4 separate regions of the Mus musculus genome follow, and regions 1, 2 and 3 are each linked to region 4. The links are chromatin contacts, called in public ChIA-PET, HiCAR-type and HiChIP or PLAC-seq maps. All regions are on one chromosome and are shown on one strand. The core of a region is the stretch at or near the end of the contact, and the rest is flanking DNA. Distances in the headings are between cores, read along the strand shown. Region 1 holds the start of Pigq (phosphatidylinositol glycan anchor biosynthesis, class Q). Region 2 holds the start of Tbl3 (transducin (beta)-like 3). Region 3 holds the start of Rab26 (RAB26, member RAS oncogene family). Region 4 holds the start of Gnptg (N-acetylglucosamine-1-phosphotransferase, gamma subunit).

Region 1 (5,226 bases), core at 2,350-4,849, 700 kb before region 4:
GGCTGACAAAAGCTAGCTGGGCACCATTGACCTGGAGGCTTCCTGGGGCACCGCTGAGGGCAGAGCCAGGGGTCCAAGGTACCTCAGGTCTTAAGTCTGAGGCACCGTCCTCTCAGCGCCCCCTGTACCTGCCACCCTGCTTTCTGATCCTGGGAAGCAGCAGCAGCACTAGACTCACAGGAAGAGGCAGGACCAGCTTGACTTCAGCTTCTTGGTGGAGCTGACAAGAGGGCGACCACGATGTGGTCCTGGGTTGGACAGTGTTGGCGCACGCCTTTAATCCCAGCACTTGGGAAGCAGAGGCAGGTGGATTTCTGAGTTTGAGGCCAGCCTGTCTACAGAATGAGTTCCAGGACAGCCAGGGCCACACAGAGAAACCCTGCCTCGAAAAACAAAACAAAACAAACAAACAAACAAAAATGATGTGGTCCTGACACAAATGTCCTACTTGGAGGGGTGGCCTATAGTTGTAGAGGACTGAGGTGCCTCCTGTCTTGCCCGATGGAGCTATGTCAAAGCAGTAGACCCAAGCCAGAGGGTGCAGGCCTGGAGACTGGGGACTCAGCCCAAACAGCTCAATTTGTCCCTGCAGGAAACTTGTCTGATGACTCCTCCCCTAGCCGTCCTCCCCATTCCCGCCCCTCCCCAAACACCCAGGCTGTCTCCAACAACAGAGGCCTGACCTAAAGCCCTGAGGCCAGTTAGCCCCAGGTAAGAAGTATCATATCCTGATCTCTGTGGAAGGGATGAGGAGCTGGTGGAGAGCCCTGGGAGGTTGGGGTTTAGATGTCTCCCTGGCTGAAGCAGAGGGGCTGTGTGTGTGTGTGTGTGTGTGTGTGTGTGTGTGTGTGTGGTGGTGGTGGTGGTGGTGGTGGTGGTGGTGGTGGTAGTGGTAGTGGTGATGGTAGTGGGGGACTAACAGGAGCTTAGGCCATTCAGTGAAGGAGTCATCCCAGGGCTGGGGAATGCAGCTTATCTGCCTCCTCCTTCCCTAGGCAGGACACAGCTCTGCATGCGATTTGAGCCTTAGAGGTAAACCTCCGCCCCTCTTGAGTGTGTGGTGTCTCTCAGACCCCTGCTGCAGACACCCAGACACCTGTGTGGTTGCTGCTCTTGGGAACCAGGTGAGCACTCAGATACAATGCAGCAGCCTTCCCCTTCCCCCTCCCCCTCCCCCACCCCCACTCCCCAGCTCTTCATCTACAACGGGAGGGTGCTAGTGCCCATGAGCCACCATCTGCATGCATGGATGTTCCAACTCTTTTGCAGCTGCAAAGAAGCCAAGGCCGCGACTGCTTGCTGCCCCTGGCCTCCCATCTATCCTGACACCTTGACCTCCTGGGCTGCCCCTACCCCAGCCACCTACCCCTGACATCTTGATCTCAGGCTGGACCAACTTAGAGATGCCAATTGCTCTCGGCAGCCTCGCCTGCTGGGACAAATCCTGGTGCCAGCAGGGGCTGCAGGGAGCCCCCGAGGCCTGCACTGCTCCCCAGATGGTCTGCTCTTCTTGACGGCTGGTGTTGCATCCTGTGTCCATGTGCTGGATCTTGAGGGACGCTCCATTTGTCAACTACCCTGCTGCATTCCTAGAACTGGAGCCTTTGTCCCAGAGGATGTGGCGGTGACAGCTGCAGGGCTTGTGGTGGTCAGTGACCTCATTCACGGGGCTGTGTATGCTCTCCAGTACACTTCCCGGGAACCCCAGGGCCGCTGGGTGACTGTAGGCACATTCCTGTCCCCCCGAGGGCTGGCTGTGGATGCTCTTGGACACTTCCTGGTGACAGACTACTTGCCTGGAACTGTTCACAGCTTCATGTTAGGACCAACCTGGGAGCCCCTTGCTCCAACCTCCATGCTAGGTCTGGAGGGCCCTTGTTGGGTAGGTCCAGGGCCTGATGGGGGCTTTGCTGTGAGTGAAGAGTTTGGGGATGTACAGCTGTTTGGCAGTGCCCACCAGCCTCTGGGCTCCCTAGGAACCCTGACTGGGCATAACTTTGGCCACCCAGCAGGTGTGTGCTCTGATGCAGAGGGTAGCATTATTGTGGCTGATGAGCAGAGGCACCAAGTGACTTTGTTTCCCCGGGTTGGGCCACCCATCTGTTTGCAGTTGGAGGGACTAAAGAGGCCCTTGGGTATGGCCTGTGCACCCCAGGGCCAACTAGTGGTGGCAGATGCAGGGGACAACTGCATCAAGTTGTACCAGTATCTGGGGGAGATGGCCTGAGGGGTAGGCTCTGGGGGAAATTGCCCCTTGCTAGGACTGGCCGGGCCTGAGTCCTTTGTACTATCATGGAAGGTTGGTAGGCTCCTTGGGGCCTGCTGAGCCGTCTTCCTGATACCTGGTCTTAGCTGGCTTTGTGATTTCCTCTTGGCAAGTGCCCCTGTCTACACAGAAACCATGAATCACCATTTCTTGATGAGGTTCTAAACTGGGCCATCTCCACTTCCCTATTAAGTATGCTCATAGGTTTTCATGCCCCTAAAACCCAAGGGCCACTCAGTCCCTGGCTCTGCTAGCTTGGGTCTCGGGAGGCCTGAGCTTTGAGGCAACACTTGAAGCTATAGATCCTGGGTGCTGAGGCTGTCTGCCAGCAGATAGCTAGGCAAGATCTCCTGCCAGGTGTCCAACCCCTACATCCTAATCAGAGGCAGGCAGGCAGGCAGGCAGGGAGGGTGTGGCTAGGCTGGGTTGGGCAGTTTAGGGGAAGGGTGTGGTCCCTTAGTGTTCCCCCCAGCTTCAAAAATATTCCCATTCTTGAGCCTCCAACAGCACTCTGGGCCCAACAGAGAGGTAAGGAGTAGGCAAATCAGAGGGGTAAGGCCAACATGTGTCCTGGTAGGGCACATAGCAAGGGCAGGTCCTCTACTGGACACTCCCTGTTTTGAAAGATACCTTCAGTTTTCCCTTCAATCCAGGTCCAAACCACTTTTGAGCACTTAGGTGGGGTGCTGGGACGGTTCTGGGTAGCACAGGTTCTTTCATACCCTTCCATTCAAGACAGGAAAACAGTAGCCTTTCCTCCCATGTTACAGATGAGATCTGGAAGGGGAGGGGTGTGTGTGTGTGTGTGTGTGTGTGTGTGTGTGTGTGTGTGTGTTTGAAGAGCTTACTCATTGAGAATCTGGTCTCACCCATGTTCTTCATGTGGGAAGAAGCAAGAAAAAGCTCCTTGCTTTTGCTCCTTTAGGGTGTGGGGTGGCACCCAGCCTGTCATCTGGACGTTGAGGTCAACACACATGTCACTCCTGCAGGCTAAATCAATATGCCCTGTTCATTATGTTGTGGGGGATTAATGGACAATGAAAGAAACTTTGCTTGTAAGTAGATGCTCAATAAACACTAGTTACTGCGTTGTTAGGGGTATTGCTTTCAGACTATGCGGCCCACACGGGTCTGCATGCACCCTACTCGCAATGGATAGAAACAGATGGAAGGGCCTGGGTTTAGGAGGCCAGGCGGTAAGAACAAAGCGGCTACCATGGTCCTCAAAGGCTGGATCCACCGGACCTTTCAGGATATTTACAGCGAGGGTAGCTTTGATGACAGGAGCCGCGCGCGCGGAACTCTCGGGCTCAGGCGATGGACAGCCCGGGCATGTTTGGGGACCGGACCGTCGCGCGACAACGCCGCGGAGCCGGCGGAAATGGTGCTGATGTCCCGCGGCGGGCCTGGGAGCCGCAAGCACGGTCGTCCTCCCGGGCCCGCCGAACGCAGTGCCCAACCCAGTTCCTTCCCTACCGCTCGGGGACGCGGCCCCGGGGACCAGCTGGTGAGCACTAGCGGGTGGCGGGGCCGGGAGAGGAAGAGGAGGAAATCCCGAGGTAGCGCAGGCCTCTTGGTCCTAAAGACTCTGAGATGGGAAACCTGAGGCCGGGATAGAGGGAGAGGCGGCCACCCACGCAGCTGACCTCCAGGCTCAGCGGCACCCGTTGTGGGTCTGGGCCTGCTCTCCGGAACTTGAGGGCACCGAGAGGCCCCTCCTCCCCTCCAGGCCGGGAACTGGCTGGAAGATTCCTGGGGCACTGGCTGAGAGGCTCATATTTATCCACTCCAGTAAAGATCAGAAACAGATTACCCCCTCCTTTTGAAATGAAAAAGGAAAGCATTTACAGAGGCGGAAAATGTGTTTCTGTGCAGGTTCTCTTTTAGGCTAGGTTGGCCTCAAAATCCTAGTGTAGCAAAGGATGACCTTGAATTTTTGATTGTCCTTTGGCCACCTCCTGATTACAGATATGCACTGCTACTACTGGTCTATGAGGTTCTGGGGACTCAACACAGGGTCTGGTGCAGGCTAGGTAGGCTCCATACCAACTGACTACATCCCTAGTCAGAAAAGTGGTTTTGTTGTTGTTGTTGTTGTTTGAACGTGGGGTAAATATGAACCCTCTCAAAGATTCACAAAGTAATGTTTCAGCTATGATGTGTCCCAGGTCTCTCTTAACTGGGCTGGCCATCCCTCAAGCCTGTTCCTTGCAGGGGAAGTAAGCAGTAGCTCTGCTGCTGAAGTCTGACTTGGAGTTCTGTGAAGAGACTTCCTGGGGCCTCTTATTTAACCCTCCTGGGAATGGGCTGTCGGGGAGGGAACTGACTCCTTCTTAGCAAAGGTAGCTTTTCCAGGCTTGGGCTGTTCTTTTAATCAGCATCTTTAAAGGCCTTCACGCATCCCAGGTTTTTGCCTTCTCGCTCCAGCCTCTCACCTCTTGTATCGATCGCCTGCTCTTTCATCATCATTTTCTGCTGCTGGGATCCCAGCAGCCCAGTGTAAGCACACTCCTTCTTACACTTCAGTGCATCCGGAGGCTGAGATGGGAGTGAGGGTGGGGATTTGCCTCAACTTGAGTTCTCTCAGTACCCCACAGATCAGAGCTCCAACCTCTCTCTGCCTTGCACCTTCTTTCCTTTGACCCGAGCTTTTTTGCTTTAAGGTAAACTGTAAATGAAGCATACTCCACAAGGAGGATGTGCATAGACACAGTGTGTATATAGCACAGTGGATTCACGAGTTGTGAGCAGACTCCAAACCAACCTTTGAAACATCTGTTTATAATTAGATCAAGGGCATTTCTCTTCCTACACGGTTGTGAGCATTTTTCCTTAGTTCATGTGAAGTGTTCCCCCAGAGAGTCAAATGATATTTCACTGAGCTGGTGTGTCCTTACAAAGTTGTTGAACAAGAGTTTGGGCTGGGCTGAAGGGTTCCCTATGACAGTGACCCGCCGGGG
Region 2 (5,257 bases), core at 1,076-3,575, 530 kb after region 4:
AGGACTGTTACATATTGACCATACCTGCTAAGGGGCAAATGTAAACATTTCCAGAAGCATTTAATAAAAGAAAATGGTTTATTTGAGACAGGTTTTCACTACAGAGTCTTGGGTGACTTGATATTCATTAAGTAGACCAAGCCAGTCTTGAATTCAGAGATCTGTTTGCCTCTGCCTCCTGAGTACTGGGATTAAAGGTATCTCCAACCATGCCTAGGCCAAAAGCACTTTAAAAATCCATGTTAAGATAAAAAGGCCTGGAAGGAGGGTGGTAATAGCACATGCCTTTAATTCCAGCACTCATGATTCAGAGGCAGGGGGAATCTCTGTGAGTTCAAAGCCAGCCTGGGCTAGATTGTTTCAAGTCAACCAGGCCAATAAAGACCATGTTGCGCGCCGGGCATTTGGGAGGCAGAGGCAGGCGAATTTCTGAGTTCGAGGCCAGTCTGGTCTACAGAGTGAGTTCCAGGGCCACACACAGAAACCCTGTCTCGAAAAACCAAAAAAAAAAAAAAAAAAGACCATGTTGCTTGTTTTCAGAAACACACACACACATACACACACACACAAACTGGCCTAGAGAGATGTCTGAGATGTCTCACTGAGTAACTGCTGCCAAGCCTGATAATCTGAGTTTAATCCCTGGGATCTACACAGTGGAAGAAAGAAGTTATTTCCAGGTCCTCTGTCTATACATATACTATGTGGAGTGGGCAGATGTGTGGCGCGCGCGCGTGCGCGCACACACACACACACACACACACACACACACACACACACACACACACACTAAATGATAACTTGAGGGTATCAGAGAGGCTGAAACAGAAAGAGCTTGAGCCTGAAGCCAGTCTAGATTATCACACAATTCCAGACCAGCCTAAAACTAACTGAATACATAATCAGACTCTTCCTTAATCATTTTTTTTCCCGAAACAGGGTTTTTCTGTGTAGCCTTGGCTGTGCTGAAACTTATGCTATAGACAAGGCCGACCCTGAATTCAGAGATCCACCTACCTCAGCTTACTGAGTGTAAATTAATTTTCTTTTTAAGATTTATTTATGTAACCAGTGTTCTGCCTGCATGTACGACTGCAGGACAGAAGAGGGCACTAGATCTCATTATGTATGTTTGTGAGTTACCATGTGTTTCCTGGAAATTGAACTCAGGATCTCTGGAGAAGCAGTCAGCACTCTTCACCACTGAGCCCTCTCCAGCCTGCAAGTTAATTTTAAAATTTATTTATAAAGTGCTCTATCTACATATACATCTGCATGCCAGAAAGGGACATTAGATCACATTATAAACAGCTGTCAGTCACCATGTGGTTGCTGGGAATTGAACTCAGGACCTCGGGAAGAGCAGCCAATGCTCTTAACCACTGAGCTATCTCTCCAGCCCTGCAAATTATTATTATTTTTTATTTATTATTTATTATTTTTATTTTTTTGGTTTTTCGAGACAGGGTTTCTCTGTATAGCCCTGGCTGTCCTGGAACTCACTTTGTAGACCAGGCTGGCCTCGAATTCAGAAATCCGCCTCCCTCTGCCTCCCGAGTGCTGGGATTAAAGGCGTGTGCCACCACGCCCGGCTACAAATTAATTTTTAATGAAAAGAAAACAAGCCGGAAGGACACGCCTTTAAATCCAGCAGTCGCGAAGTAGAAGTAAGCAGATCTTCAATAGAACGAGTTCTAGGACAACCAGTGCTTCAGAGAATCTGTATCTCGAAAAACACAAAAGGGAGTGGGGGGAGAGGGAGGGAAGGAGGAAAGGAGAGCGAGACAGACAGACAGTTACACACACACAAACACACATCGGGTTGGGGGCGGGGCACAGAGGCGAAAGTCCTGGACAAGATCTACAGAAGCATGTGATAGGGGAAGCTTTTTTTGTTTTGTTTTGTTTTGTTTTGTTTTTGTTTTTCGAGACAGGGTTTCTCTGTATAGCCCTGGCTGTCCTGGAGCTCACTTTGTAGACCAGGCTGGCCTCGATCTCCCCAGTGCTGAGATTAAAGGCGTGCGCCACCACGCCCGGCGATAGGGGAAGCTTTAAGCACCGCCGAGACACCAATCCGTTGTTGTAAAAGACATCTTGTCTAACAAAACCAAAAGAAAAAAAAAAAAAGGACAGGACAGTTAAGGAAAGGAAAGGAAAAAGGAAAGGAAAGGAAAACAGACCCAAATGAAAACAGTAAATAAGACGTTCTACTGCCAGCTGCCAGCATCCACACTGGATATGCCTTCGGCTCCCACTCCCAGTGGCAGCAGCCGGTCTCCCGGCGCGCATGTTGATGGCGTCAAGGAGTTGCGGCTCCTGACGTCATCACCGCGTGCCTTGAAGTACAGAGTAGCACACTGGCCGGTTCACGCGGGGAGAAAGGCTGCTGAACTTGGAGGCGCTGCCCTGGGACATGGCCGAGACTGCGGCGGGATTGTGCCGCTTCAAAGCCAAGTAAGTCCTCGGAGGAGGCGCGGACCCGAAGGGAAATGGGGAGGAACCGGAAAAGGGAGCCAGGAGTTTAGGAGGGGTGTTCATTGTGATAGCGGGGGCTCTGAGTCCTGAGCTCAGTCAGTTCCCCTGTGAACAGCTGCTGTTTAGTGCTAAGATAGGAAGAGGCTCTGCCTTTATTCATAGTGTGCAGTTTTCAGATAACTAATTTCCATCTGTCACTGAGTGGAATGGATTATGGCAAGGGAGCTCTTGCAAAGAAAAGCCTCGGTGCTGACAGCATCTCTGTTGATGGGTTAACTGGTTGCAGAGTCTCCGACGCTGCTTTTATTTTGATGGGCAGACTTCCACGGACTGGACTTAGGAGGTTGGAGGGCAGAGCATTTGAATTTGGAAAGCCCAGCCCAGCCCAAATAGAGGGCAGAAGCAAATGACCTGTTATAGTGCCTGGGCCAGGAGCAGTGACGCTGTGGTGTTGACTATTAAGAAAGATAGGCAAAGCTGGGCATGGTGGCTCACGCCTTAAATCCCAGCACTCGGGAGGCAGAGGCAGGCGGATTTCTGAGTTCGAGGCCAGCATGGTCTACAAAGTGAGTTCCAGGACAGCCAGGGCTACACAGAGAAACCCTGTCTCAAAAAGCAAACAAACAAAAAAGAAAAGAAAAGAAAGAAAGGAAGGCAGGCAAAAGTCCTTCTGGGCCAGGCAGGGTAATGTCACAAAAGCATGTGAGGTGTGAAAGAAGGGGAAGTTTAGGCACTGCAGAGACACCCCTCAGTTGTTTTAGAAGTCATTAGACAACAGAGATGAAAGCGCTGGTAAGAAACTCACTGAGGAGACTGCAATGGCCACCGCCATTACCTCCCAGAAAATTTCATCGGCTTGGACCAAAGCAGTAGAGGGAGTGGAAAAGAGGGCAGCTTTAGTCAGATCCCAGAAGTCACTGTTAGTCGGGAGAAACCAAATGACACTGAGGCTGGAGGAGTGGGGTGGCATGCTGGGCCTACTGGTCAAGACTTTGAGAGTATGTTACTATTCCTGGCCTCCCACAACTAGTAGAGAGCCCCCAAAAGACCTCAGTGCTGAAGCCTGGGCTGTTGGGCTTCCTTCACCTTGAGTCAGGCCCATCTCTTCAACCTGTCTGATGACCCCATGAGAGCCACTGGGGCATGCATCTCAGCCTCTCCATAATGTGAAACATCCTCCCACGGAGATGCTTGGTTTTCACCCCCGGGTTCCTGCTGCTGCCTGGGCGCTCAGCAAGGGCAAGCATTTGTCTCATCTCTGGGAGAGCACCCAGTGGTCTGGGGGCACTGGGGCAAGGACATTAGGCCATCACTCAGCATCCTGTTCTCTTCCCAGCTATGCTGTTGAGCGAAAGATTGAACCTTTCTACAAGGGTGGGAAAGCACAGGTAACTATCCCCAGGGGCATAGCGGGGGTGGGGGGTTTAGTGAGTACTGAGTAGTTCCTTGGCTGAGACCCCTTTTGTCCCTAGCTGGACCAGACTGGCCATTACCTCTTCTGTGTCTGTGGTACCAAAGTTAACATCCTGGATGTGGCCTCAGGGGCTTTGCTTCGGAGCCTGGAGCAGGTAAGGACAGACTTGGGCAGATGTGAGAGGCCCTGGGGGAGGGCAGCATATTCTTATGGTGTTCTCTATGCCCACTCTTCCTTTAGGAGGACCAAGAGGACATTACCTCCTTTGACCTCAGTCCTGATGATGAAGTATGATGGGTAGGGGCGGTGGGTAAGCTCTGGGACCTCCCTTCCACACTGAATGTATTATCCCTCATCTTTACTATCCCACACCCTTCCCCAGGTACTCGTAACAGCCAGCCGCGCACTGCTGCTGGCTCAGTGGGCCTGGCGGGAAGGCACTGTCACTCGCCTGTGGAAGGCGATACACACAGCTCCTGTGGCCTCCATGGCTTTTGATGCCACCTCTACACTGTTAGCCACAGGTAGGACCCCAGCTAGGTGGGTGTGCTGGGGGGATACTAAGGTAGGGTTCTGTACACCCTTAACCTCAAACACATCCCTACAGGCGGCTGTGATGGGGCTGTACGTGTTTGGGACATTGTGCAACATTACGGGACACACCACTTTCGAGGCTCACCTGGTGTGGTGCAGTGAGTAGGGTGGTGGAGGAAGGATGGGCGGGGGCACCACCCTTGGAAGTCCAGCTCATTTGTCTGTCCCTGCTTTCAGTTTGGTGGCCTTCCATCCAGACCCCACCCGCCTGCTGCTCTTCTCCTCAGCTGTGGACACCTCTATCCGCGTGTGGTCACTGCAGGACCGCTCATGTTTGGCTGTCCTGACTGCACACTATAGTGCTGTCACTTCTCTGTCCTTTAGTGAGGGTGGCCACACTATGCTCAGGTCAGTGGCTGGCTACTGGTGGGTGGATAGGAGAGGTCAGCCGGGCGGTGGTGGCACACACCTTTAATCCCAGCACTTGGGAGGCAAAGGCAGGTGGATTTCTGAGTTCAAGACCAGCCTGGTCTACAAAGTGAGTTCCAGGACAGCCAGAGCTATACAGAGAAACCTTGTCTCGAAAAAACAAAAAAAAAAAAAAAAAAGAAAGAAAGAAAGAGGAGGCCAAGGCTGAGACTGCAACAGAGGGACCTGCTTTTCCTCAGCTCTGGCCGTGACAAGATCTGCATAGTTTGGGACCTTCAGAGCTACCAGACTACAAGGACGGTGCCAGTGTTTGAGGTATGGCTGCCTACGGGCCAGGGTGTGTGAATGGGGCAAGGAGAGGATACTTGGCTGTACAGGCTCTGATCTTGCTCATCCGCAGAGCGT
Region 3 (5,333 bases), core at 2,327-4,826, 710 kb after region 4:
GGAGTGTGAGGGGGGGCACTGGAGAACATCCAGGTGCAGGAAGCAGGGGCAGGAGTGTGAGGGGGGGCACTGGAGAACATCCAGGTGCAGGAAGCAGGGGCAGGAGTGTGAGGGGGGGCACTGGAGAACATCCAGGTGCAGGAAGCAGGGGCAGGAGTGTGAGGGGGGGGCACTGGAGAACATCCAGGTGCAGGAAGCAGGGGCAGGAGTGTGAGGGGGGGCACTGGAGAACATCCAGGTGCAGGAAGCAGGGGCAGGAGTGTGAGGGGGGGGGCACTGGAGAACATCCAGGTGCAGGAAGCAGGGGCAGGAGTGTGAGGAGCAAGGTTCTAAGCAGAACCTGCAAGGTCAAGGAGATGGCTCGCATTCTTGCCTGTTCTCCAGCGTAGTCCAGACTCTGGGCTTGGGGTAAAGCTAAAAGCCTAGGGGGAATGAGAGAGACAGGCTAGGCTGGGACTCCCTGGACATGCTATATTAGGGCATCTCCCAGGAAGACCAATTAGAAGTTTGCAGGAGTTGAGAGGCATGAGAGACCAAGGGCAAGGGCTCAGCGAGACCTGGGTGGCTCCACTCACTTGGAGACAAGGACATGTGCTGCACCTCATCTTCTTTGTATTCTAAGGCTGAAGTCTGGACCACACTTTCCAGGGGGCCAGTTCAGGGACTGGTCCCTACAAGCTGTGCTCAAGTTTGAAGATCTCAAAGTTTGGAGGGCTCTAAAGCCAGACTAAGGCTGTCACATCCTTTCTTACCCAACTGGCTCCTAGCCTCAAGCTTGCTCTGAGCTGCAATTACTCATTTATTGCCATGTAACAAACATCTCCCAAATGCTTAGGAAACTATGGTTTTAAAAGGCTCGCCTCTAGAGGAACATGGCGGCCTGCTAGAATTGCAGCACTTGGAAGGCTTGAGGCCGGAAGATTGTGAGCTTGAGGCCAGTCTGGTCTTCATAGTGAAACCCTCTTGTATATGGCATCATCTCCTGGGCTCCTGTGTACTCAGCCTGAGTGTTCTCTCATCATGGTACCCAGATCCTGAAAACCACTGTCTCAGGGTGCAAGAATCTGGGATCACTTCTGCCCAGGTTCAAGGGGAGGAGACACAGACCCACTCTATCACCAGGGAAAATACCAGCACCCTTGCCATCTTGTTTGTTTCCAAGACAGGGTTTCTCTGGATAGTCTTGGCTGTCCTAGAATTCGCTCTGCAGACCAGGCTGGCCTCTGCCCCTCAAGTGCCGTGATTAAAGGTGGGCACTACCACCTCCCAGTTGCTATCTTCTTTTGTTGGTTTGTTTTTTGAGTCAGGATCTCACTATGTAGTTCCGGCTGTCCTGGAACTCACTATGTGGACCAGGCTGGCCTCCCAGAGATTTGCTTGTCTCTGCTTCCCAATGGCTGAGATTAGAGGCATGCCCTCCACCACGCCTGACTCTTTTAATTTTAATTAACTAATACTTTTGAGACAGGGTCTTACTGTGTAGTCCTGATAGGCCTGGAACTTGCTATGTAGACCAGGCTCACTCACCTTTAACCCACTAAGATCTGTCTCCCCGGGCTTCAGGAGCACAAGGATTAAAGGCATGCGTCACCATGCCCATCTGAGGGCCGAATTTCTAACTTGTATTTCTTTTGCCAATTTAGTAGCTGCTTACTGAGGCCAGGAGCTGGCTGCCAGGGATATGGCTGTGACCGAGACAAGCTGCTTCCTGCTCCCAGAAAAGCTCCCATTCCAGAGTGAGAAACGGATGGGAGCAGAGGAGCCTTGAGATATAGTGATCAAAGAGGAGCAGAAGTGTGGGGCCTGAGGCTTCTCGGGAGAAAGCAGAGACCTGGATTTTATGTAAATGTTCCTCCTTTTAAAAGCAAGTCTGTCTCCTCTGCTGTCAGAGGCGCCCCTCCTCTGCTCTCCTCCCACTTTCTCTGGCTTGCCTGTTCCCTCTCTCTCCTTCTAGATGCCTGCACTGTTTTCACTGCCCTCAACCTGAATCTCCTCCTTGCAGCTCCTGCCTAGAACGTCCAAACTTGAACTCTATGTGTATGCCCTGTACTGGACGGATTCTAGGCAGTAGCTGGAAGGAGGTTACATGGTCTACTTCCTAGGGCGATAGGCACAGGCTGTTGAGGTTCTCAGCTGAGATCCTGGGCCAATCATGCTGAGGTTGGCCTTGTGAGGACGGGATACTGAAGTCCTCAGGGAATGCAAAAGTGAGAGCCCAGTACCCCCACTCTGGGTCAGGATGTATACAGATCTGGAAATTGGCCTGAAAGAGATAGGAGGAGGCTTTGAGCCACAGAGGTAGGGAGTTCTTCATGCTCTGCTCTCTGCCAACTGAGAAAGTTTAGAAGGCCGTCAAGAAACGCAGAGTTTTGGTGACAATGATCACATCTTGGAGAACAGCTAGGCCATTCCAGAGGAACACCAAGAAATACTGGGTCTCAAAGGCACCACCCTCCAGCATCCACTGTCCTTAACTCTGACTTTCTTTCTCCTGACTGGAGTGTCTTAGGTGAGGGGCTTTGGACAGAAATCCTCCAGTCAGCATAGGTAAAGCAGCAGGGTCAGAATCAGGAGAAGGGTATACCAGGTCCTGAACCAGTTTGGGGTTTAGAAAATCAACACAGACCTCTCTTGGATGAGAACCTAGGATGGAAAGACCATGGGCCAGTCAATTCTAGGAAGGGACCTCCAATCTTCTAGGCTGTCAGGGCAGACCTCTAACCCTAATCCTAACCCTAACCTATGCCTTGGTTATCTCTGAAGGCCTGATGCTGGCTGGCTGTGATAACTACTTCTTTCTCACTTTAGATATCCGTACTTCAACCCAGGTGGCAAAATATGTGAGGAAGATGGGGCTGGAGAGATGGCTCAGTGGTTAAGAGCACCGACTGCTCTTATGAAGGTCCTGAGTTCAAATCCCAGCAACCACATGGTAGCTCACAACCATCCCTAACAAAATCTGACGATCTCTTCTGGAGTATCTGAAGACAGCTGCAGTGTACGTACACATAACAAATAAATAAATCTTAAAAAAAAAAAATACGTGAGGAAGAACAGCGTGCCCGTTATGCCTCTGATCAGCTGAGCCCAGAGTGCTCGGTGCAGCAGGGATTGTTTGTGAAGCATGAGTGTTGGAGCTTCTTAAATTTGCCTATCCTGGAGGGAATAGCATTGAGGACAAGTAGTCAGATGGCTGGTATCTCTGATAGAAAAACAAAAACAAAAACCCTGAATCTCAGGCTGCCTATTCATGCAAGCCATCTGCCCCAGCATCCTCATCTCAGAACACATCGTAGTCCCAGGTCCATGGACTAGTCTATTGAGCTAGGTTACTGACCTGGGACATTGAAGACTGGGGCAAAGAGAGGACACAGGATCCTGGTGCTTCCTTCACTGGACAACTGGAGCCCTTTGAGCACAGTGCACTTGGAGCATGCTCCTGGGATGCACACCTAAGGCCTTCTTGGGACCTCTTGACCCCGCCCCTGGAGCGACAGACTTATTTGCATGGCTCCGCCTCAGAGCGACCATTGGCAGTGGTGGCGGGAGGCTGGGCCTGAATGGCTGCGCCGCCTGTGGGGACGCGGGGGCGGGGCAGGCACTGAGTGCTGGAGATGCTGCTGCTACTGCCGCCGCCGCTGCCGCTGCGGGACGGGTTCGGGTCCGAGTCGGTCTTGGCGGGCACGGGGCGTGGGACAACCCGGGACACAGCGGTAGCAGCAGGAGCACACTGAGAACCATGTCCAGGAAGAAGACCCCCAAGAGCAAGGGGGGGAGTGAGCCGGCTACCTCTACGCTGCCCGCCGCCGCCGCCGCCACCAATGGGCCACGTCTGGCACATCCGAGGACTGTGCGCCCTGGCCCAGAGGCACCGCCCAATGGGCCCCCGCAGTCCATCCGGCCCTCACTTGGTAGCACTGGAGACTTCTACGATGTTGCTTTCAAGGTGAGCCAGGCACCTCCCCGCCATGGGAATGCAGCAGGTGGCGTTGGATCCTAGACTGCCGCTGGGGAAGAGTGCAGGGCCTTGCAGACCCTCGGCGCTGAATTGGCACAGCACCTTGCAGATGGCACGGCAGTACCTTACATTGTCACGCGACCCTACGTGCGTGCACGAGCGCGCGCGTACACTCTCTCACACACACAAACACAACTATTAGACTAGGGTCTGGGGTATTCAACAGCTGGCAGGGCCCTACCCCCACTCCATCTACTGCAAGGCCAAGCAAGATCAGAGTTTTGAAGCTGTCCCTCTGGGATCTATGGCCCCTACCGGTGCTCCTGTCTCATCATTTCCCATCCATATGCTGCCTTCCCTCACCCCCCCAAGGGGCTGTAAGTGTCCTTTTTCTGGGAGAGAAGAGAACAAGGCCACCCTAGACCAGAACAAAATTGAAGCCTAGGTGAATTGACCTCCGAAGGCAGGGCCATCACTGGGTCCTGAAACATTGGCCTGAGGGATCATGTGGGTGGGAAAGACTTCACTGGTCTGGCCCTCAGGCCCACAGATATCCCTACCCCCTCTTCACTTCAAAAGCTGTCACACCTCTTCCGAACCTTGCTGCTGAGATTTGTGTCTTTGCTGGAATTCGAAGAGGCCCCCAATACTGAGTCCCCAAAGGTCTCTTAGGAGCTTCCAGCTGCACTCCCATGGCTCTGCTCCCCATAGGCCCCAAATGCTGCCCTCCCAGATCAAGCATGTTGTCCATGGAGGAGGGGTAGGTAAGGTCCTGGATGGGGACAGCTGTCCTCACTCTCTGTGACTGAGGCAGCATTGTTGGAGGGAGAGGTGATAGGGGGTGAACGGGGGTGAGGGTGGGGAGGGGGAGAGAGAAGCTGGGCATCCATGCTATTGGGGTCCACACTGCTGAACCTACAGGCCTGGGATACTCATTTCCTCTCCTGCCTCCCCCACAGCTCAAGGCAGATCAGAAGCATCTCTAGGTGGGCAAGGCCCTCGGCTCCAAGCCTGAATCCTCTGATCCTCCTGCCTGTTCTAGGTCATGCTGGTGGGGGATTCCGGTGTGGGGAAGACCTGCCTGCTTGTGCGCTTCAAGGATGGGGCTTTCCTGGCTGGTACCTTCATCTCCACTGTGGGCATCGACTTCCGGGTGAGAGTAGAGGCCGGTGTCCCGAGCTCTGACTGGGTCCCACTGTGCTATGGTTCCTATACATAGTCCTCCTAGTACCCTTGGCTGTGGATTCTCAATCTCCTGACATGTCCATAGGCCCAGGGGGTGGAGCTTAGCTACCAAAGCATCTGCCACCCACCCCTGAGAGTCCGGGGGTCCTGGGAAGCCTCCTAATACCCAGGGTAGTGCCTGCATTCAGCG
Region 4 (5,159 bases), core at 421-2,920:
GCAAGCTGCGTACTTATCCAGGAGCTCCCGGTTCAGGTCCAGGAAGCCCTTGCCCCACTTAAACTTCCGAAGCAAAATGACAGCAAGGTCTGAAAAGCCTAGTGGAACAAAAACCAAAGATATGCCTGGGACACCTATAGAGAGCACAACTGCATGACCCTGCCTGCTATCTCAGGAAGCTGTCACCTCCTCTACAGTTCCCAAGGTTCCTCTCATTTGCTGAGAAACAGTCCTATTATCCTAGTCTCTGTGTCTTACGGGGTAGCCATTGGGCCCACACACCATCCAGGGAAGGCAGTGGTCCATTTTGCCTCTACCTCTGCTTCATAAGGTTAAGACTGTATGTGGGCACTGAGACTGAAGACAAAGGCTGTTTTCTAATGGCTCCCAATATATTCTCCTCACATCCCACCCCCTTGCTCAGACTCTGCCAGAAGAAACCCCAGTCTCCAGGTGAGGGAGGAGGAGGGGGCAAGCAGTCAGCCTCCAGACTGCCATTGCCAGGCTTCTGTCAGACCCAAAACTCACCTACGATGCAGAAGGCAGCAGCGAAAGCTTCCACACAGGAAAGTTTGCAGGGCCGGCCATAGTTTACAGGGTTGGCAGCTACGAGGTAAGGCAGGAGCCGCAAGTGGCTCCCTCGCATCTTCTGAAAGGGTGTGTCGTCCAGTTTGGCCCAGGAGCAGTCTATGACTGCGACCCCTGACTGTGCCACCAGCTGTCTGTCAGAGAGTGTAGGGTAGGTTCTAGGGCCCCAAATAAGGCACATCCTTGGAGACTGGCTTCACTACAGATGAGAGATCACTCTGCTATTTCGAAGTTATGGTTTATTGCAATAGTAGAAAGAACCCTTCAGGAAGCAGTTGAGGGTAGCTGGACAGTGTTTACTTTACACAACAAATGTTTCTCCTAGGCTTTCTACACTATAGCCCTGCTCTATGAAAAGGGTCAAATTAAATACAACTCTGCTCATATGAAAGATGTGGACATCCAAGACCAATAAGCAAGGCTTGAAGAAAATGATACTCCTGATACAGGGCAGTTTAACAAAGACAAGATGGTGGGAAGGGCATTCCAACCCCTCTCCGACCCCTCCCCGATCCCCAGGCCTCTGGTGTCTACCTGTCTGCCGGAGACACGTACTCAGTGCCTACTGGGCTGAGCACCAGACCGCCAAACCTTTGGCTCAGGCGCAGGCAGCGCACCAGACCCAGACGGGCCAGTTTGCGGCCCGTGCAGCGCTTGGGGTCGCAGTGACCAAGCTCCCACATAGCCAAGGCACAAGGCAGCGCCGCAGGGCCCGGGCCGCCCTGGTCCTCGGCCTCCTCGGGCTGCACGGATGCTACAAGGAGAGAGAGAAGGCCGGGTCCTCAGCGCCTGCTCCCAGGCCCGACCCGCTGCTCCGACTGCTCCAAACTCACCACGCAGCGCAGCGCCCACCTCTTCAGCGAAAGCATCCAGAGAGCGGCCAGAGGGTCGCCGAACACGACCGCTCTCTTTCCTGGATCCGCGAGCAACTTTCTTGCGGCCCATAATGTTAGATGAAATCCGAGATGAAATCCTCAGCTCCAGCGTTTGTTCAAGAGCGTGCGCGCGTGCGCGCTCGCACAGCTTCCGGTTTTGAGGGGAGTCAGTTCCGGCTGTCACTCACGTGACCGTGAGACCCTAGGAGCAATGGCGGGGCGGCTGGCTGGCTTCCTGATGTTGCTGGGGCTCGCGTCGCAGGGTCAGTGGCTCCGCGCACATAGCCCCCCGCGCGCTGGCGTCGCTCGCGCCTCCGCTCCCTACTCACCACCTCTCTCCCCGCTCCGCAGGGCCCGCGCCGGCATGTGCCGGGAAGATGAAGGTGGTGGAGGAGCCTAACACATTCGGGTGAGCGGATCACGGTCCTGCGGCTTGGGGACCGAGCCTGGCTGGCTCTTCTGACCTTCTCTGTTCCATAGGCTGAATAACCCGTTCTTGCCCCAGGCAAGCCGCCTTCAGCCCAAGAGAGAGCCTTCAGCTGTATCCGGTGAGCGCGGGAGGGTGCGGAGCTGGCCGAGGTGCTGACTGAGGGGGCCGAAAAAAGCTCTCGGTTAGGGAGGGAAGGGTGCCTTGGATGAAGGACTCATAATGTACTCGCTGAAGGGTTACGAATTCGTTTGTCAAACTTGAGTGTTTTAAATGCTCTGAAGTATATACTGGAACTGCAATCCCCTCTCGCTCCCAGGGTTGGCGATTACCTAGGGCTAAGCAAGCAAGCGCTCAAGGCTTGGGTCACATCCCTAACTTTTGTGGGGTTTTTGTTTTGTTTCGTTTTGTTTTTCGGGACAGGGTTCCTCTGTATAGCCCTGGAACTCTTTGTAGACCAGGCTGGCCCGGAACTCAGAAATCCGCCTGCCTCTGCCTCCCAAGTGCTGGGATTAAAGGCGTGTGCCACCCCCGGCTACTTTTGTGTTTTTAAGGTAAGAGTCTTTCAAAGTCTTTTATAGTAGACTCAAGCTGGCCTCCAACTTGTGGTATTAAAGCCTCTACTTTCCACAGGTGCTTAGACCAATTAGAAGCTCTAGGGATGTTGGGTATGAAGACTCAACACTCCAGGTGTATCTAGCCCTTTCTAGGTCTTACGGAGTGGAGAGGGCACCAGCACAGGAAATTTGGGACTAAGATCCTAGGAGGACTGAAAGACAAGCTGTTGGAGGTGGCTCAGGGCTGGCCAGCATAAAAGAACCTTGGCAACCCAGACACTATTGCATATGCCAGAAAGATCTTGCTGAAGGGACCCTGTTATAGCTGTCTCGTATGAGGCTATGCCAGTGCCTGGCAAATACAGAAGTGGATGCTCACAAGTCATCTATAAGATGGAACACAGGGCCCCCAATGGAGAAGCTAGAGAAAGCACCCAAGGAGCTGAAGGGGTCTGCAACCCTATAGGTGGAACAACAATATGAACTAACCAGTACCCCCAGAGCTCATATCTCTAGCTGCATATGTAGCAGAAGATGGCCTAGTTGGCCATCACTGGGAAGAGAGGCCCCTTGGTATTGCAAATTTTATATGCCCCAGTACAGGGGAATGCCAGGGCCAAGAAGCAGGAGTGGGTGGGTAGGGGAGCAGGGTGGAGGGAGGGTATAGGGAACTTTCGGGATAGCATTTGAAATATATATTTATTTATATATATATATTTATATTATATATAAATAAATATATAATATAAATATATATAAATATATATAATAATAAATTTATTTAATATTTATTTATATTGTATATAAATAAAGTATCTAATAAAAATAAATAAATAAATAAGTAGATACATGATAAAGATTCCAAAAAAAAAAAAAAAAACGTGACTAGCTGCACTCTGGGGATTTGGTGACCCACTATCTTAGGCATGTTGGGCAAGCTGGTTTGTAGATTTGATCCCGTGAAGAAGAGATAGCTCAGGGCTGCAGAGCACTTACCAGGCTCCTCTCGTAGTCAACTGTTACCATCTTCTCTCCTTTTCATAAGGTGACACTGTTTTAAGTCCTGCTACCATTACATTGTGAGGTTGTGTGAGTGTGCGCGCGTGCGTATTTGTGTATAATCGTGTGCGTGTGTATTTGTGTATAATAGTGTGTGCGCGCGCGCGTGTATTTGTGTATAATCGTAAGACTTCTCCACAGCCCTTCCAAACTAACATGTAGCTCCTTGGTTGGCCAGGAGGGGCCAGATGTTGCTAGGAACCCAGTACTGCAGATGTTTATTTTTATTCATTTAATAGCAATATTAGAAAGAAAAAGATACAGTATGCATAGACTGTCACAAGACCATTATCCCAGCACCTCAGAGGAGGATCATTAGTTCAAGCCCAGGCCTGACCTACACAGTAAGTTCCAGGACAGTCTTGGCAGGAGAGAGGATGGGGAGATAGGGAGGGGGGGTGAGAGAAACCTACTTGGTTGAAGGGCTACTCAGCCTAGGAGATGGGCTGCCTAACCTCACAGGTGTGCTCATTCACAGCTGCCTGCTGCTTCCTCGAAGCCACCCTTGGCAAGCCCGTGTTTCGGAGGAAATTGTCAGTTTCAACTACATCCATTCGTTCATAGTTACCAATCACCCTTTTTACTTTTGTGATGTTGGTTGCAAATACCCCAACTTTTATTTCTAGTTTTACTTACTTACTTACAGTTTTGCTTTTCCTAGTCAGTTTGGCTACAGGTTTATTTTTACAGGCTCAGTTTATTTTTACTTAAGCTTTTATTTTACTGGGTGTTTTGCTTGTTTGCTGTCTGTGTACCATATTGTGTGAAGTACCTGTGCCAGAAGAAGGCATTGGGTTTTCTAGAACTGGGGTTATAGATGATTGTGAGCCATCACGTATGTACATGCTAGGAACCGAACCTGGATCCTTCACAAAAGCAACAAGTGCTCACGACCACCCACCCGTCTCTTCACCCCCTCCTATTCTCTTTCTGTGTAATGTGTTTGTGTGTGCCTGTGTGGAGGTCCGAGGTCAAGGTTGGGTGTCTTCCTCTACTGCTTCCGAACACTTACTGAGAGTCAGGATCTCTCACTGAATCTAAAGCTCAAGGATTCAGCTAGGCTGGTTGTCCAGCAAGTCGCGGAGACTCCGCCCATCTCTGCCCGTCCAGCACTGACATTGCTGGCATCCAGCTTCTTATGTGGGTGTTGAGGACCCAAACTCAGTTCCTCGTGCTTGCACAACACACACTTCTCTGAATACACCATCTCCCCATGCTGGCACCAGCACCACACCAGTGCGTCCTGCTCCAGTCTCCGCAGTGCTGGGGTTACAGGCACGAAGCCATCACACCCAGCTTCCAGGTGTCAGTATTGCTATCTTTTCAGAGAACCAATTTTTAAAAAAGATTTAAGTACAATCTGTAGCTGCCTTCAGATGCACCAGAAGAGGGTGTCAGATCCCATTACAGATGGTTGTGAGCCACCATGTGGTTGCTGGGAATTGAACTCAGAACCTCTGGAGGAGCAGTCAGTGCTCTTAACTGCTGAGCCATCTCTCCAGCCCCCAGTTTTTGTTCTTATTTTTCTCATACAGCCCCAGGTCAATAGAACTTCAGAATATATGCTCGAGGTCCTAGGTTGAGTCCCTGGCACACCTCAAAAAGGCAGGTATTTTCTTAAGTAACAGAACCTGCAGGAGAATCAATAGACCT

Evidence for each region. ChIA-PET counts read pairs in DNA pulled down with a chosen protein or histone mark. HiCAR-type assays count read pairs that join an accessible place to other places. HiChIP or PLAC-seq counts read pairs in DNA pulled down with a chosen protein or histone mark.
Region 1: a HiCAR-type map of astrocytes shows a contact between it and region 4, with 2.8 times the contacts expected there. The contact joins the promoter of Pigq here to the promoter of Gnptg in region 4. A contact is called at or near these places in 1 of 484 Hi-C or Micro-C datasets (embryonic stem cells) and 1 of 115 datasets of contacts at active chromatin or transcription factors (astrocytes).
Region 2: an RNA polymerase II ChIA-PET map of memory CD8 T cells shows a contact between it and region 4, with 31 read pairs. The contact joins the promoter of Tbl3 here to the promoter of Gnptg in region 4. A contact is called at or near these places in 3 of 39 promoter capture datasets (fetal liver, hippocampal neurons and pre-B cells) and 2 of 115 datasets of contacts at active chromatin or transcription factors (memory CD8 T cells and pancreatic cancer cells).
Region 3: an HNF4G HiChIP or PLAC-seq map of pancreatic cancer cells shows a contact between it and region 4. The contact joins the promoter of Rab26 here to the promoter of Gnptg in region 4. A contact is called at or near these places in 1 of 39 promoter capture datasets (pre-B cells) and 1 of 115 datasets of contacts at active chromatin or transcription factors (pancreatic cancer cells).

Annotation. Positions count from the first base shown.
Region 1 is chr17:25,940,362-25,945,587 of GRCm38.p6, reverse strand. It overlaps Pigq (phosphatidylinositol glycan anchor biosynthesis, class Q), which reads left to right and starts at 3,599. Exons shown (of 11, transcript NM_011822.4): 1 at 3,599-3,773. It overlaps Nhlrc4 (NHL repeat containing 4), which reads left to right and starts at 657. Exons shown (of 2, transcript NM_001039038.2): 1 at 657-711; 2 at 1,270-3,355. The coding sequence starts at 1,817. The coding sequence ends at 2,227.
Region 2 is chr17:24,704,721-24,709,977 of GRCm38.p6, reverse strand. It overlaps Tbl3 (transducin (beta)-like 3), which reads left to right and starts at 2,325. Exons shown (of 22, transcript NM_145396.4): 1 at 2,325-2,454; 2 at 3,812-3,863; 3 at 3,948-4,043; 4 at 4,130-4,177; 5 at 4,272-4,413; 6 at 4,497-4,581; 7 at 4,661-4,831; 8 at 5,092-5,167; 9 at 5,253-5,257. The coding sequence starts at 2,414.
Region 3 is chr17:24,531,990-24,537,322 of GRCm38.p6, reverse strand. It overlaps Rab26 (RAB26, member RAS oncogene family), which reads left to right and starts at 3,576. Exons shown (of 9, transcript NM_177375.1): 1 at 3,576-3,946; 2 at 5,001-5,111. The coding sequence starts at 3,740. It overlaps Gm33508 (predicted gene, 33508), which reads right to left and starts at 3,428. Exons shown (of 3, transcript NR_169077.1): 1 at 3,338-3,428.
Region 4 is chr17:25,236,627-25,241,785 of GRCm38.p6, reverse strand. It overlaps Gnptg (N-acetylglucosamine-1-phosphotransferase, gamma subunit), which reads left to right and starts at 1,670. Exons shown (of 11, transcript NM_172529.3): 1 at 1,670-1,726; 2 at 1,815-1,872; 3 at 1,944-2,011. The coding sequence starts at 1,675. It overlaps Tsr3 (TSR3 20S rRNA accumulation), which reads right to left and starts at 1,616. Exons shown (of 6, transcript NM_026676.3): 1 at 1,422-1,616; 2 at 1,123-1,342; 3 at 529-722; 4 at 1-98. The coding sequence starts at 1,533.